Linked DNA regions of Mus musculus: region 2 is linked to region 1. Evidence: chromatin contacts called from public HiChIP or PLAC-seq data. All regions are on one chromosome and are shown on one strand. Each heading gives the region's core, a stretch centred on a gene start, on an enhancer-like site or on the middle of the called end of the contact. The rest is flanking DNA. Distances are from core to core; before and after follow the strand shown. Region 1 has its middle 4.9 kb from the start of Gm40403. Region 2 overlaps Dock4 (dedicator of cytokinesis 4).

Region 1 (7,110 bases), core at 1,871-4,370:
AGCCCCAAGGAATACAGTTATATACAAGCAATATGCATTACAGCTTGAAGCAGGTTGAAGCATGCACAAACCCATCCACATGAAATAAATGAAAGGATATTAATTTCCTTGTGCTTTCAAATCAGAAATTCCTACTGGAAAGGCCTATTAGAGTCATATAGGAGTCCTTTCCTCAATTACCTGGTTTGTTGTTTGTTTTGTTTTGTTTTTGCAGAAAAACTAGCATCTTATTCTCACTTTTATAAGCTCATGTGTTAACTGAGATGGGGAATGTTAAGGTGGGGACAACACAAAAGCCATTATTGACTCTATGAATAGGAAGGAACCTTGGGGATCCCCTAGTGGCAAACTGTTATTTAACACTTGAAAATGTGGACTGGAGGTGTAGCTCAGCACTTCAGTACATGCCTAGCACACACAAGGCTCTAGGTACACACCTAACACAATACACAGAACAAAATAAAAACAAACAGAGGCAGAAGACTTCATCCAGATCATGACTGTGGTAGAGCCAGAATCCCAGGCCTTTTGCCCAGCTGACTTTCCCCCCTGTTGCTACTTCAAATTTACTACAATATTAACCCCTTTCCAGCGGCTCCAGGTATCACACCCAGGTCTGTTACCCAAACCCTAGCTCATTTTCAACACGTGGAGGACCTGTGCCACAACCCCTCCAGTGGGGCCACGTCAGAACAACAAGTAAACTTCTGATAAGCGTTAGGGAGAGCAGACACTTGGCCACTGACATCACAGGTTCCCTAAGGTCTAATCCTATGTTTGTCCTCTGCCTACTGGAGGACCTTTCCTCTGTCCTTCACCTACCCATGGTCTGTGTTTATTTTCAATGGTAGTCTCCTCGGTGAATGTCATTGCATGCTTCCCATGCTTTAAGGAAACTTAGTTTTGAAATCTATATAATAAATCGCTGCCATTGCCCCTTAATGTTTGTTAAGGTTTTAGGGACAATGTTTCTATAGGATCTTCAAATAAATCTGTTCCTAAAAAATATCAACTTGCACTACTTAGAAATAGGCCCATGCTTTTGTCAAGCATCTAAGGATCTGTAGTGAAATATGTGGGGCTGCAGAGATGGCTCAGTGGGTAAGAGCACTGACTGCTCTTCTGAAGGTCCTGAGTTCAAATCCCAGCAACCACATGGTGGCTCACAACCACCCGTAATGAGATCTGACACCCTCTTCTGGTGTGTCTGAAGCCAGCTACGGTGTACTTACACATAATAAATAAATAAATAAATCTTTTTAAAAAATATGTGCACCATTTAGAAAAGGTCTTTTTTTTTATAAGTAAAAATGATCTGTTGCAATGCTAATGGGGATTCATTTCTGATTCCAACATATAGTTTCTAAATACATTTTCCTCCCAGAGGTCCATGTTCATAATGGTTATATAACTTGTTTTCCCAGAGACACCTCCACAGCGCCGTTGCAAACGTGGTTAAGTCCACAGTTCTTAGACAGGTAAATATTCTCTTGCCCTCTGCTGGCAACATTGAAACCTCTCTGAGAACATGCCAACTAGACATCCATGTGGATCTCGGATATATACTTTATCCTGCTGGTTTTGGGGTCTGTCTAGCAAATGCCTACTTGACAATGTGTATACCAGGCATGAAAATCTCTCTGTAGCGCCCACTTCTTATCAAGACATCAATAAGCCAGGAGTTCAGTTTCATTAAGAAAGTTGTCACCCAGTGCACTGGGAGTGTCGTTCTGCATCGGTTTGTCATTGATTTGCGTTATTCACGTTCAGCACCGTCAGCTGAATACAAACCAAACGAGACCATAGCCAGAGGAACTAGGGCCTAACAGCTCCCTGGTCTTCCTTGGGTGAGATCCCCCTGAGCTTGTCCTGCCTTGCCAGGCATCCCTAGCCTATTCACAGTGGTCAAGGCAGAGCACACACACTTAGTTAAGGCCAGTAAGACTACCCCTTCTCTGTGGGGCAAGTTGGAGGACTGAAGTTCACACAGTCCCAGATTCATCCTGACACTGCTGGTGTTGATTCCACATGCAGGTATGGAAGTTTTGCTCACACCTCCTCTCTCCGCTTGAGCGATTCCTGACAATCTAGCGTCTGGAGGAAGTTCTGCAGCAACTGCTTCTCTTGGATTTTGATTTGGAGCTCCATTGAAAGCTGAAGTAAACTCAGTTCAGTTGGCCCTTCACGTCCGTAGGTACAGTTGGAGCCAATTGTAGAAGAAAGTGTTTTTGAGAACAGCTCCATGTATGCTGACATGTGCAGATGTTTTTCTTGTTGTAATACACTCTTTTACAATGCATTAGGTATTACAGATAATGTACATGTGATTCAAAGTAGATGGTCTGCACATTTTACTATTTGCCATTATTTTATATGAGGGAGTTGAGCACTCAAAAATTGTGATGTCTCCCAGGGATTAGACCACCAACCAAGGAGTGTACAGGGAGGGATCCACAGCTCCAGATACATATGTAGCAGAGGATGGCCTCATCTGACATCAGTGGGAGGGGAAGCCCTTGGTTCAGGGGAAGTTTGATGCCATAGCATAGGGGGATGCTGGAGCAGTGGGGCGGGAGAGTGTGGGTGGGTGGGGGAGCACTCTCACAGAGGCAAAGGGCAGGGGTGGGGGAGGGTGGATGTGGGATAGGGGGTTTGTGAAAAGGCAACCGGGAAAGTGGGATAGCATTTGAGATGTAAACAAATGGAATGATTAATAAAAAAAGAAAAAAGAAAAAAATTGTGATGTTCTGGGCCATGGAATCAGTCCCCTATGGATACTTATGAGTGATTATATTATTCTACCTCCTACTTATGCTAATGATACATGATTTGTTTGTTTGATTATTTATTTTTAGTTCTTGTTCCCTGGCATCATTTTGTACTTTTGCTAGAGGTGGGTTATGTTGGATCAGGTTAGGTGGTTATGGTTATTATTGTGTGTTCAACAGATGCTCTGTTGGTTTTCTATTTTGTTGTTGTTGTTGTTGTGTCAGTCAGTGAGGACAGGAAAAGATTGAGGGCATGTCTAGGTGAGCAAGAGACAATGGGCGAGGCAGTGTACTGCACAGTGACACTGAGGTAATACTTGAGGTTTGTGGGACTAAGATTAAAGTAAGATGAGTCACCGAGATGGCCAGCTTTCCTCCGGGTGTGTCCAGCTGCTTCCTGCTGTAGTTCTCTAAGTGAGTACAGAAGAAGGTGCGAAACAGACACAGAGAGGAGTCTGATTCCACGGGTGACACACAAAGTAGCCTGTGTGACTGGACAAGGGGCTGCACTACATATCAATCTAAGTACCACATGAGAGTGTTCAGGAACTCCCCTAAAAAGGAGGATAAGAGACCAAAGATGTGAACTAGTTGTTCAGAGAAGAACAACACAATTTAAATGGTGGCCCTAGCCAGGCATGGTGTTGCATGTCTTTAATCCCAGTACACTGGAAGCAGTAACAGGCATATGTCTAAATTCAAGGCTAACCTGGTCTACAGATAGCCAGGGCTACAAAGAGAAATCCCACTCCCCTCTCTAAAAAATGACCCTCAAATATCTGAAAAGCTATTTAACATTGATTATGTTTGTAGAGACATAAATTTTAAAAATTATAAACATTTCATTTTGTTTGGTTTTTTGTTGTTGTTGTTGTTGTTGTTGTTTTTTGAGACAGGGTTTCTCTGTGTAGCCCTGGCTGTCCTGGAACTCACTCTGTAGACCAGGCTGGCCTTGAACTCAGAAATCCACCTGCCTCTGCCTCCCAAGTGCTGGGATTAAAGGTGTGAGCCACCACTGCCTGGCTAAACATTTCTAATAGGCAGAACACAAAATGTTTGTTAATGATCTATGTTTATAAGGCTGTGGAAAGTGTGCCACCATCATGGGGGGGGGCGGGGGGGCAGGGAGGGGGGATGACTGTGAGGTCAATCAGATCAGGAACTCAGTAATGAAACCACATTTGCATGGACCCATTGACTCAGGACTTCCACTGTTGCCCATCTTTACAAGTGGAAAGCGATCTGAGCTGGAAGGTATTCATTGTGTCTCCTGAGTGCTGGGATTTAAAGCATGCACCATTGTGCTTAGTTGCTTTTCTGTTAACGTGGAAAAAACAAAACAAAACAAAACAAAACACTGTGGTCCGTGCACTTTATAAAAGAAAGTGTTTAATTTGACTCACGGATCCAGAAAGCAAAGATTCCATTATGACAAGGAAGCAGCAGGCATGGTGGCTGGAGTAGGAAGCTGAGAGCTTACATCTTGAACTGTAAGCACTGGACGTGGTGCGATCTTTTAAACTAGCAAAGCCTACCTTCAGCAACATACTTCCTCCAAAAAGGCCATACGTCCAAAGCCTCTCCAAACGGCACCGCCAGCCAGGGGCCAGATGTTCAAGCGCTGAAAATGTTTCTCATTCAACCTCTAGCACCATGCCTGGTGGAGAGCAAAGCGTATAAGCTAACCTAGTTCTATCTGAAGAGCACATGTGAAATACACTGTGTGTCATTCACAAATGAGAGGGTGGAGCAGCTGTGAAAAAGAAGAAAAATATTCTCAGAACACCAAGATCCAGCGTAAGAGATTGGATAGATATTTGGACAGAGGTATATATGGAAAGAGTTATGAATAGATACAGAGGTATGTACCCATACAGAGGTATGTATAGAAGTATGATATACAAGTATGTATAGAGGGCTATATTTTTTCTGTAAGAAAAGAAGAAGTCAGAATAATGATTATCAAAATCCCCAGGAGAATAAATTTTAAATATTTATTTTTAAATTAAAAAATTTAAATTTAAATTAAAAATATTTTTAAAAATTAGATATTAGCCCAGAAGCTCAGAATCCTTTTTAGAAGGAGGAACAAAATACCCATGGAAGGAGTTACAGAGACAAAGTTCGGAGATGAGACTGAAGGAACGACCATCCAGAGACTGCCCCACCTGGGGATCCATCCCATAAACAACCACTAAACCCAGACACTAGGCAGATGCCAACAAGAGCCTGCTGACAGGAGCCTGATATAGCTGTCTTCTGTGAGGCTCTGCCAGTGCCTGGAAAATACAGAAATGGATGTTCACACCCATCTATTGGACAGAGCACAAGGTCCCCAATGAAGGAGCCAGAGAAGGTACCCAGGGAGCTGAAGGGGACTGAAGCCCCATAGGAGGAACATCAATATGAACTAACCAGTACCCCCAGAGCTCCACCAATCAAAGAAAACACATGGTGGAACTTGTGGCTCTAGCTGCATATGTAGCAGAGGATGGCCTAGTTGGTCATCAATTGGAGGAGAGGCCCTTGGTCCTGTGAAGGCTCTATGCCCCAGTATAGGGGAATGCTAGGGCCAGGAATGGAAGTGGGTGGGTTGGGGAGCAGGGGAAGGGGAGAGAGGATAGGGGATTTTCAGAGGGGAAACTAGAAAAGGGGATAACGTTTGAAATGTAAATAAAGAAAATAATTTTAAAAAATTAAAACTATTTTAAAATAATGTAAAAAATTATTAAAAAGTGATTTCACAGAGGGAACAGGAAAAATAAGATGAAGAGACAGATCTGTGAGTGAAATTTCTTTATATTGATTGATATTGCTGCTCTGTAATTTTGGAGACAAATAATGAAGTGAAGTGGAGTAGGGTAAAGGCCCACCCTGCCATTGAAGACATATAAATTTAAAAATAACACCAAACGGCAGTATTAGTATTAGTAGTGCCTCCAGTTGTTGATCTTCTTCCCTGAGTTTCCACTGTAAGCGCCCTCTTTATACTTCAGCCACGGGAGGGTCTGGAATCTGCATAGCTCATTTCAACTACATTTCTTGTCTCTACACAATGTCTGGAACATAGGTGCTCAAAAACTATGGGCTGAGTGAACCAAACTCCTACAAGCAATAAGCTATCCTTTGACGTATTTATTTCAATGACTAAAGTTGTCATCAGATGAGTACAGACATAGCCTGATATATTCTTATCTAAGCCCAGATGTTTTTAGTAGAACTACAACTTCATCCCTGTTCTTACTGACATTTATTCATGTCTGGACAACAGCCCTGGCCCCTGTTGCTGTGACTTTAGCTGCAGCTGGCCATCTCTAATAGCCTAGACATTACTCAGGCCCATGCTGTGTTGAAAGTGGCCCAAACAGCCAAAGATTTACTCTCCTCTCTTGTTGGTAGACTTCCAACCAGGCTGCTTTGTGAAGTTTCCCCCCCTTGCTTTCTAGTCAGATTCTGTCTTTTGAATGGCTGGAGAAGTAAATCTCCTTTCAAAAACCTATCTGTCCACAGACAGGGAACTTTCTCTCTGTAGCTTTAAAGGTGACCTGTGGCGATCTGAGTCCCTAAAACCAGCATCCGTCTTCCAAGCCACTCTCTCAGCTTGTCATATCTCAGCGTGAAACTTCTAGGAAAGCTGGACCTGGGAATGAGACAGGATGGGGGTTGGGGCTCATTTGGATGAGTGGCGAACTCACCTTCCAGGGACTTAGTTTATATATTGGGAACATGTATTCATTAAATAAAAAAAGAATTCCATTTCTTTACTATGGACACACTTGTGTGTGGGTGCATTCGTGCACTGTTTTTGTGGTTGTGTGTACATGTGTATATGTATGGAGTTTAATGAACAGTTTTTATGAGTCTGTTCTCTCCTTTCACTATGTGGGTGGGTTCTGGGGACCATGCTCAGGTCATCAGGCGTGAGAGTCAGCTGCACATGCTGAGCCCTTTTACTGGTCCAGAGCACCTCTCTTTCTATGTTGGAAATACTAGTAAATGTGTATTCTATAGCCCTAACACATAGTACTAAATGGAGCTTTTAATTTTTTTAAAAAAGGCTATTTCTCACTAATTGTAGAGAACTAAGATCAGTGGAAGTGTGTAGATAATTACTACTCTTGAATGGTGAGGTTATTGTGCTTTTTATGGTTGGTGATTAAACTTCTTTTGAATTTTTATATCTTATAAGATGACTTTATAGTAGTTTGTAATCAGAATTTTTAATAAAAATGGTTTATACACTTTTACAATTAAAAAATCCCCAATTCTTCTTGCATGATTCTCGATAGTAACAACAACAAAAATTGAACCAGATCAAGGAAATGGTATCTGTCATTTCATT
Region 2 (7,002 bases), core at 215-2,714, 370 kb before region 1:
ACAAGGACTACAAAATAACTACTAGGAATATGTTCAAGGACCTTAATCAGGGTAAGAAACAATTTATCTTAATGAAGACTGTGATGACACAAACCATTGAAAGAAAACATCCAAGACATGAAAGTAGACTTTAACAAAGAAACAGAATCATTAAAGACAACCAAAACTGAAATAAAATGGAAAACAACTTAGGATGCTAAGTGAAACCCTCACAGAAAAATCAGCAGTACACTAAAGTTGTACCATAAGTCTTCTATATTGTAAAACTACTAAAGTTTTTCAAAGTATTAAAATAAATGACATACAGCACACTGTTATTACAGTAGGCCATTTAACATTTATCCAAATAGAGAAACCCAAGGTGTTTGTACCATATGGACTTGCTCATGTTTGTTCATTGAATGTTTTATAGAAGATGAATGTAAAAACCATCCATTTGACTAATATCTATGCAAACTTTTTGGTGAAATTAAAATTTAAATATATTATCTACTATGCTTTTGTTGCTGAAATAAAAAGTTGCTATTTACTGCTATTTGCATAAATATGTAATTTCTATCACAGAGCCTGTATATTTTGGCCATAAAATGAAAATTACAATTATAATTCACAGATGGCTCCTTGTGACATTGCCATCAGATACATGTGTCAAAATCTACCTTAACAACAATCATTTACTTATGTGCTAAGTACACAACACCAGGCAAGTTCTATTGTGATATTCTGTAGAAACTTATTTGATACACATTATTCTAACGGCTGATTCCAGTCCATTTAGAAGCAGACTGTAACATATTATAAATACTTAAGAAGTCCTTGGTGATCAATGACATCCATGCAATATATCAGTCAGACATGTCACATGTTCTGTTTGTGAAGCTAGTTATCTAAATATCATGCTGGAGAAATACACAAACAGTTTTTTTTAATACATAGATTTTAATTGAGTTTATGACTTTTGTGTTAGACCAGATTTGTGGCAATCTGTGACAGGACGTGACCGTAGGTCAAATAGAGAAATAATATATGAAGTTACACAAGGACCTAGTGTTATACTCACTTCAGAGAATAGATGGGCTTTTCCTGTCCTTACGCTTTGAGACAGAGTCTTATGGCCTTGCCTGGCATGGAACTCACTGTGTAGACCTGGTGAGCCTCGAACTCACAGAGACCTGCCTGACTCTGTCTTCTAAGTGCTGGAGTTAAATATGAACTACCACAGCCAGCTTTCTTTTTATTTGTTATTCCTGTGTGTATACAATGTGTGTAGGTCATACAAGTGCTGTGGCACACATACAGGGGTCAGGGGACAGCTCTGTGCAGTCCGTTGTCTTCTACCTTTGTGTGGCTTTGCAAGCTCAAGCTCAGGTTGTTGGGCTTGCCCAGGAAGTACTCTGTCTCCCCCACACCCTGCTGGCCACAGGCTTCCCTTCTCTATAACCAGTAGTAAATTAAGGAAGTTCTGGGCACTGAGGCTACATGACTCACCATGTTAGGGACTCTGCCTGGCATGATTCTCTAAACAGCAGGAAACCAAGAAGAACCAATTTCTCTGCTTAAGATTAAACAAGTTTCACAACTGGTAGACAATGAGAGGCCATAATACCCTAGCATGCTCCTGTGGCTCAGCACTCAGAAATGAGTTCCTTAATTGTCTCTATTTGCTGCCATAGTATCTCCTTATCAAACAACAAGGGCCACGGTTCGCTCTTCTGTAGTTGCTTTAGTAATACAATTACTAAGCCTTTCAATTCCAAGACAGCGGCTGTGGCAAAATCTTCCAACTATGAATGCAATTCATTCTTACCCTTTGTTCTTTACACAGGCATTTTTCAAGTGAACATAGCTGGAAGGAAATATACCCTGGAAGAGAAAACATGAAGGTTATGTTTCTAGCTATCTCTTAAAGCCAGTTGTTCATAAGAAGGATGTATTAAACAGTTACAACCATGACAATATCAGGAATAGAAAAACATCAGTACATTCTATGGGCTAAATAAAATGCAATGCAGCATGAATCATTATTTTCTAATACCAGTTACAACCATTGCACTTTTAGAGATTTTTTTGTAAATATAATTGAAAAAAAAATCAAATCTCACTCAGTAAATACATTCTTTTTGTTTATCTCTGCAAACAGAGTCTTGCAGTGTAACCTTGTCTAACCTGAAATTTATTATCTAGAGCAGGCTGACCTTAAACTTTTGGCTGTCTTACAGCTATGCTTTCTCAAAGCTGATGTACAGCTATGGGCCACCACTTTGGCCATCTAAACACGTATGCTTTTAATAAATCAGAAAATAAAAAATCCAATAATTCTACATAAAAACTGTGCTTTAAAAAAGAGGGGAAAACAGCACTGTACTGGCAGGTTTTGTGTGTCAACTTGACACCAGCTGGAGTTATCACAGAGAAAGGAGCCTCCCTTGAGGCAATGCCTCCATGAGATCCAGCTGTAAGACATTTTTTTCAATTAGTGATCAAGGGCCGGAGGGCTCCTTGTGGGTGGTGCCATCCCTGGGCTGGTGGTCCTGGGTTCTATAAGAAAGCAAGCTAAGCAAACCAGAGGAAACAATACAGTAAGCAGCCCCCTCCATGGCCTCTGCATCAACTCCTGCCCCCAAGTTCCTGTCCTGACTTCCTTTGGTAATGAACAGCAATGTGGAAGTGTAAGCTGAATTAATCCTTTTCCTTCCCAACTTGCTTCTTGGTCGTGATGTTTTGTGCAGGAATACAAACCCTGACTAAGACAAGCACCTATGATGTTGTTATTTGGCTATTGTTTGTGAGACATGGTCTCACACCACAGACCAACCAGCAAGGAATTCACTATGCTATCCAGGTTGGCTTTGAACTTTGCAATCCTTTCCCCTCAGCATCCCAAGTGAGAGGATTACAAACATGTAACATCGGACCAGGCTGCATGTTATGTTCCAATGAGTAATTTTAGCTTACAAGAGAGCTCTGTGAGAAAACATGCGTGCCATTGGTTCAATTCCTGGTATTTAAAAAAAAAACTTGGGACTGGAATGACAGCTCAGTGTTTAAAGGTACATATACTCAAGACCTGACTCAATTCTATATATTCTACAATAATAAATAGGAAGAGAACGCTTTTTAGCTTTTTTCATAAAATTTATATTTATTTCAATATAACAAAATTAACAAATAAAGCAACATCAGTATAGAAAAGTTAATATCAAGATTTATGATATGAGATGGAATTGAAAGGGAAATCATAATAAATTTTTCAGAAATGTGTGCTAGATGAATAATTAAATATCAAAACTATATTTGCATGTGCCCTGCAGATGTCCAAATATAAAAAAGCTTTAAATGAAGACTAAAGTATCAAGAAATTAAATTTATATGCTCATTTGTCCCTTAGGCTTTTCTTGAGACTGATCTAAAATAATAAAATGAAGTAATTAAACACAGTTGGATATTCTAGCAGAAGCAAAGAGACAGGCAAAGGAATTTAGATTGTATTTTCAAAATGAGAGATGAAAAAAAAAAAAAGGAATGACATACTAGAATGTATTAGAGGAGCCCGCAGGATGGGCTTTGTTGTCCAGCCTGGCCACCTGAGTGTGATCCTCGAGAAAAGCATGTTAGACAGAGAGGCGCTATGTACCACACTATGTGGGTCTGTTGCTCATGTGTGCATGCACAGACAAACAAACACACACACACACACACACACACACACCCCACAATAAAATTTTTAAAAAGGAACAACACAGTAGAATATGGAAACATATTCAAAAGCTACAGATGATTAGAATAAAGCATGTAGCAAATCCATGAACAGCCCAGATGAAAGGTAAAATGAAAGCCATATTGCTTCCTAAGGGTTTCTCTGAGAAATGACTCTCAGGACCTCCCTAGAATGGCAAGAAACATGAACACTTGCAAGGGCCGCGTTCCTGGTTTAGTCCCCATCACCCAGGGAACCCTCAACGTGACACTAAAACAAACTTGTTCCTCCACGCCAGCATCTTACAGACAATAATACAGGAAACTGAAAGATTAAATATCATTATTCCATATTTCTTTTGGAATATATTTCTCCTGCCTGAATTTTAATTTACCTCTCTGGGAAACTAACACTTCAAAAAGATTTTGCTTATATCTAATAAGCTTAAGGACTTCCCAGTAAAATTTTCAGAGGCAATAAGGAATTATGATTTTAGTATCTTACCTTACCTTTCATCCCAGTTCAAATGATTCCCTCAAATTATGAAGATATGTATTGCCATTTTTTTGGAGTCTAATTAAGAGCTCAACTATAATTTCAATTGTACACCACAAGTTTTAAAGAATCCTCTAATTACAGTTACAAAAAACAGTTTTTACCTTGATGTTGGGATTTTTTAAGGCAAATCCTCTGTACCAGCCTGCGGAGAAATAATCACGATTACATTTTAATACACAAGGCCTGATGATACTAAAGATAACAAATGATATGTTCTTTGATGTTGAAATTTTAATCTTCATGTGGCTATTCTATGCATAAATACAGTGATTCAGGATTAAGCTGGGTAACAGATCGATTGACCCCCAAGTTTAAGCCTTTTATTTATGTCTTGTTTTATTAAAATCGAACCAGAAATTTGTACAGGAAATAAGGGCTTGGATCAAAAGCATTGTGCTTAAAGAAACCCACAGAAATTTACTAGCTATATTTTATTTTGTTTTATTTTACAATAGGGTCTGTGTAGCCTAAGATGGCCTTGAACTCAGAGTTTTCCTTCCTTGGCCTCCCAAGTGCTGAAATTAGTTATGTGCCACCAAGCCCAGCTTATTCTTTAATCTGGGGACACTTCTTTACCTCCCTGTGCTCCACTTCTCCCCATTTTATTAAAAGCCACACTATGACTATGGGAAGTCTACACAGATTTACTGCCACTCTGAATTCATGAGAAGCACAGGTTTGATTGCCAAGCAACAGTGCCTGGCCAGTACATACAGAAGCCAACCATCTGCATCAAGTGCCTGGCCAGCAGGGATGTAACAGATGTGTGTATACACAAGCTCACCACCTGCATCAGTGCCTGGCTAGCATGATGTAGCAGGTGTGTGTATATATAAACTCACACCTGTAACAGTGCCTGGCCAGCAGGGATGTAGCAGATGTGTACATACACAAGCTCACCACTTGTAACAGTGCCTGGCCAGCAGTGGTGTAATAGATGTGTGCAGACACAAGCATGCAACCTATGAAAATGCCTGGCCAGCTCTGATGTAACAGATATGTGTATACACAAGCCCTCCACTTGTCACTAGATCAGCTTCATGTTCTAAGAGCTGCTACCTAAATGGACTTGTATATTCTTCATTGGAATACTATTTAATCAACATAGTTTGCCACAGTGTCTATGATGCTTAAACCCTGAATGACCCAGAAGAAGTATTATAGTACCACTCTTGAGGGAGATTTCTCTTTTTTCCCAATTTAAACAAATGTAAGTATACTTTTTTTGTAAGTGCAGAAGCTATTTTTCTTGATAGGAAATTATTTTGGTGTGTAGAAATATTCTATCTAATTTAATTCTTTTTGACTAATTGAATTCTTAAGAGCAAATGTTTGAGTTTTATATTATATTTGTTTTAGTTGCTGACAATTCTTTCATATATTTGTATTTGTATATATATATGTGTATGAATATATATATATTTTTACCCACATCTAACCATCTGAACAGCAGCCCCAGTAAGGAAGACTGGGCTGGGAGTGAGAATCTCTGTATTTCAGGGTTTATTAGCTTCTCTTAAAAACAGATGTAAGAAATGTATTGATTTGTAATAATTATTCTAATAGAATTGAAAATGTCTTGATAATTTCAGAAATGCCAGACAGATCTCTGTATAATTATATTATGCAGGAAAAAGTTTAGATTACTATATTTCATTAAATATACACCCTATTTCTATGCACCAATTTAAGGACAATTTTGTATTTCTGTACCAAGGAGAAACAGACTGATTGCATTCAGTAATGACATGAAAATTCTTATTATATTTGGGGGTTTTTCAATTACAGTGGACAGAATAAATATCCACATATCATCAGCATTTAAAACCAGATTCCAGCTAAATGTAGCAGCTCCATTTGTTCAAACACAATTTAATGCCTGATGAAACTTTGTAAGATAGAACATTATCATATAATAAATCCCTAGAGGAAGGAAGCCTTCTAAAAGGAAGTCGGTATTTTTCTGAATATACTCATGACATTATAGTCATTTTGTTAAAAAGAAATGTAGACAGTTCATCTGGGATCCTTTCAAGCACTAAAATTTCAAGGTAGATTCTAGAACAAGAATGGAAGCATCTAAGAATAGATGAGGTATTTTTAATGAGTTACCTGTTAAATAAATTAATAATAATCACACCAGATCGTACAATGAAGTCTGCTATCGTTTCAAATTCATTGGATAATTTTATTCCAAATTTGGAGAAGAAAGATTACATCCAGGCTAGAGTGGAGCAGGCCAGCCTGCCTCAGTTTCTTGCTACTCAACTTCAGGGGCACCATCTTTAGTGCTCCAACCCAAGGTACACCAGTTATGAGCTTGTCCCTGAGGGCTTGATCTCCAGGGTTTCAGAAAAACCGTCATAACTGGAGTTAGTAATGAATTCCTATAAGCAGTGATTTCTCCATCTCCACGTAAGGACTAAAAGATGATAAATTTAGGGGAAAAAATATAATCAACTTAAAAAGAATACTAGCTTTCCCATAATCATACATCAAATATATAAGGAACAAATTCTGTCAGAAATGGTTTGCAATTTTTGAAATGAACAGACAGAATTCTGAGGGGTCATGAAGAATGTGTGGGATAAGAATCTCTTCCTACGACTTCACGCCATAAATAAGGGGGAGGTCACTGACCGTCGCACTTCTCCAGGATCTGAACAGTGTCTCCGATCTCCAATGACAGGCCGTACGGGACGGTGCCTCGAAAGCTGGCAATAACTGTAAGAAATGATAAGAGAATG

Evidence for each region. HiChIP or PLAC-seq counts read pairs in DNA pulled down with a chosen protein or histone mark.
Region 2: a contact with region 1 is called in a FOXA1 HiChIP or PLAC-seq map of pancreatic cancer cells. The contact joins two enhancer-like sites. A contact is called at or near these places in 4 of 39 promoter capture datasets (the C10 cell line, the HPC-7 cell line, liver and 1 more), 1 of 15 datasets of contacts at CTCF or cohesin (the NIH/3T3 cell line), 4 of 484 Hi-C or Micro-C datasets (the N1E-115 cell line, bone marrow-derived macrophages, cerebral cortex and 1 more), 4 of 115 datasets of contacts at active chromatin or transcription factors (acute myeloid leukemia, embryonic stem cells, microglia and 1 more) and 4 of 9 other capture datasets (adipose tissue, embryonic stem cells, liver and 1 more).

Annotation. Positions count from the first base shown.
Region 1 is chr12:40,249,456-40,256,565 of GRCm38.p6, reverse strand. No RefSeq gene overlaps it. Among named protein-coding and RNA genes, the nearest start is that of Gm40403, 4.9 kb to the right of the region's middle. Within about 2 kb of position 3,120, at least 51 of the 459 cell types and tissues checked have an H3K27ac peak or open chromatin away from gene starts, as enhancers often do. A contact at or near this core is called in pancreatic cancer cells, where this site is marked.
Region 2 is chr12:40,621,198-40,628,199 of GRCm38.p6, reverse strand. Dock4 (dedicator of cytokinesis 4) reads right to left here. Exons shown (of 53, transcript NM_172803.2): 2 at 6,896-6,979; 3 at 4,357-4,397; 4 at 1,808-1,863. Among named protein-coding and RNA genes, the nearest start is that of Dock4, 180 kb to the right of the region's middle. Within about 2 kb of position 1,464, at least 59 of the 459 cell types and tissues checked have an H3K27ac peak or open chromatin away from gene starts, as enhancers often do. A contact at or near this core is called in pancreatic cancer cells, where this site is marked.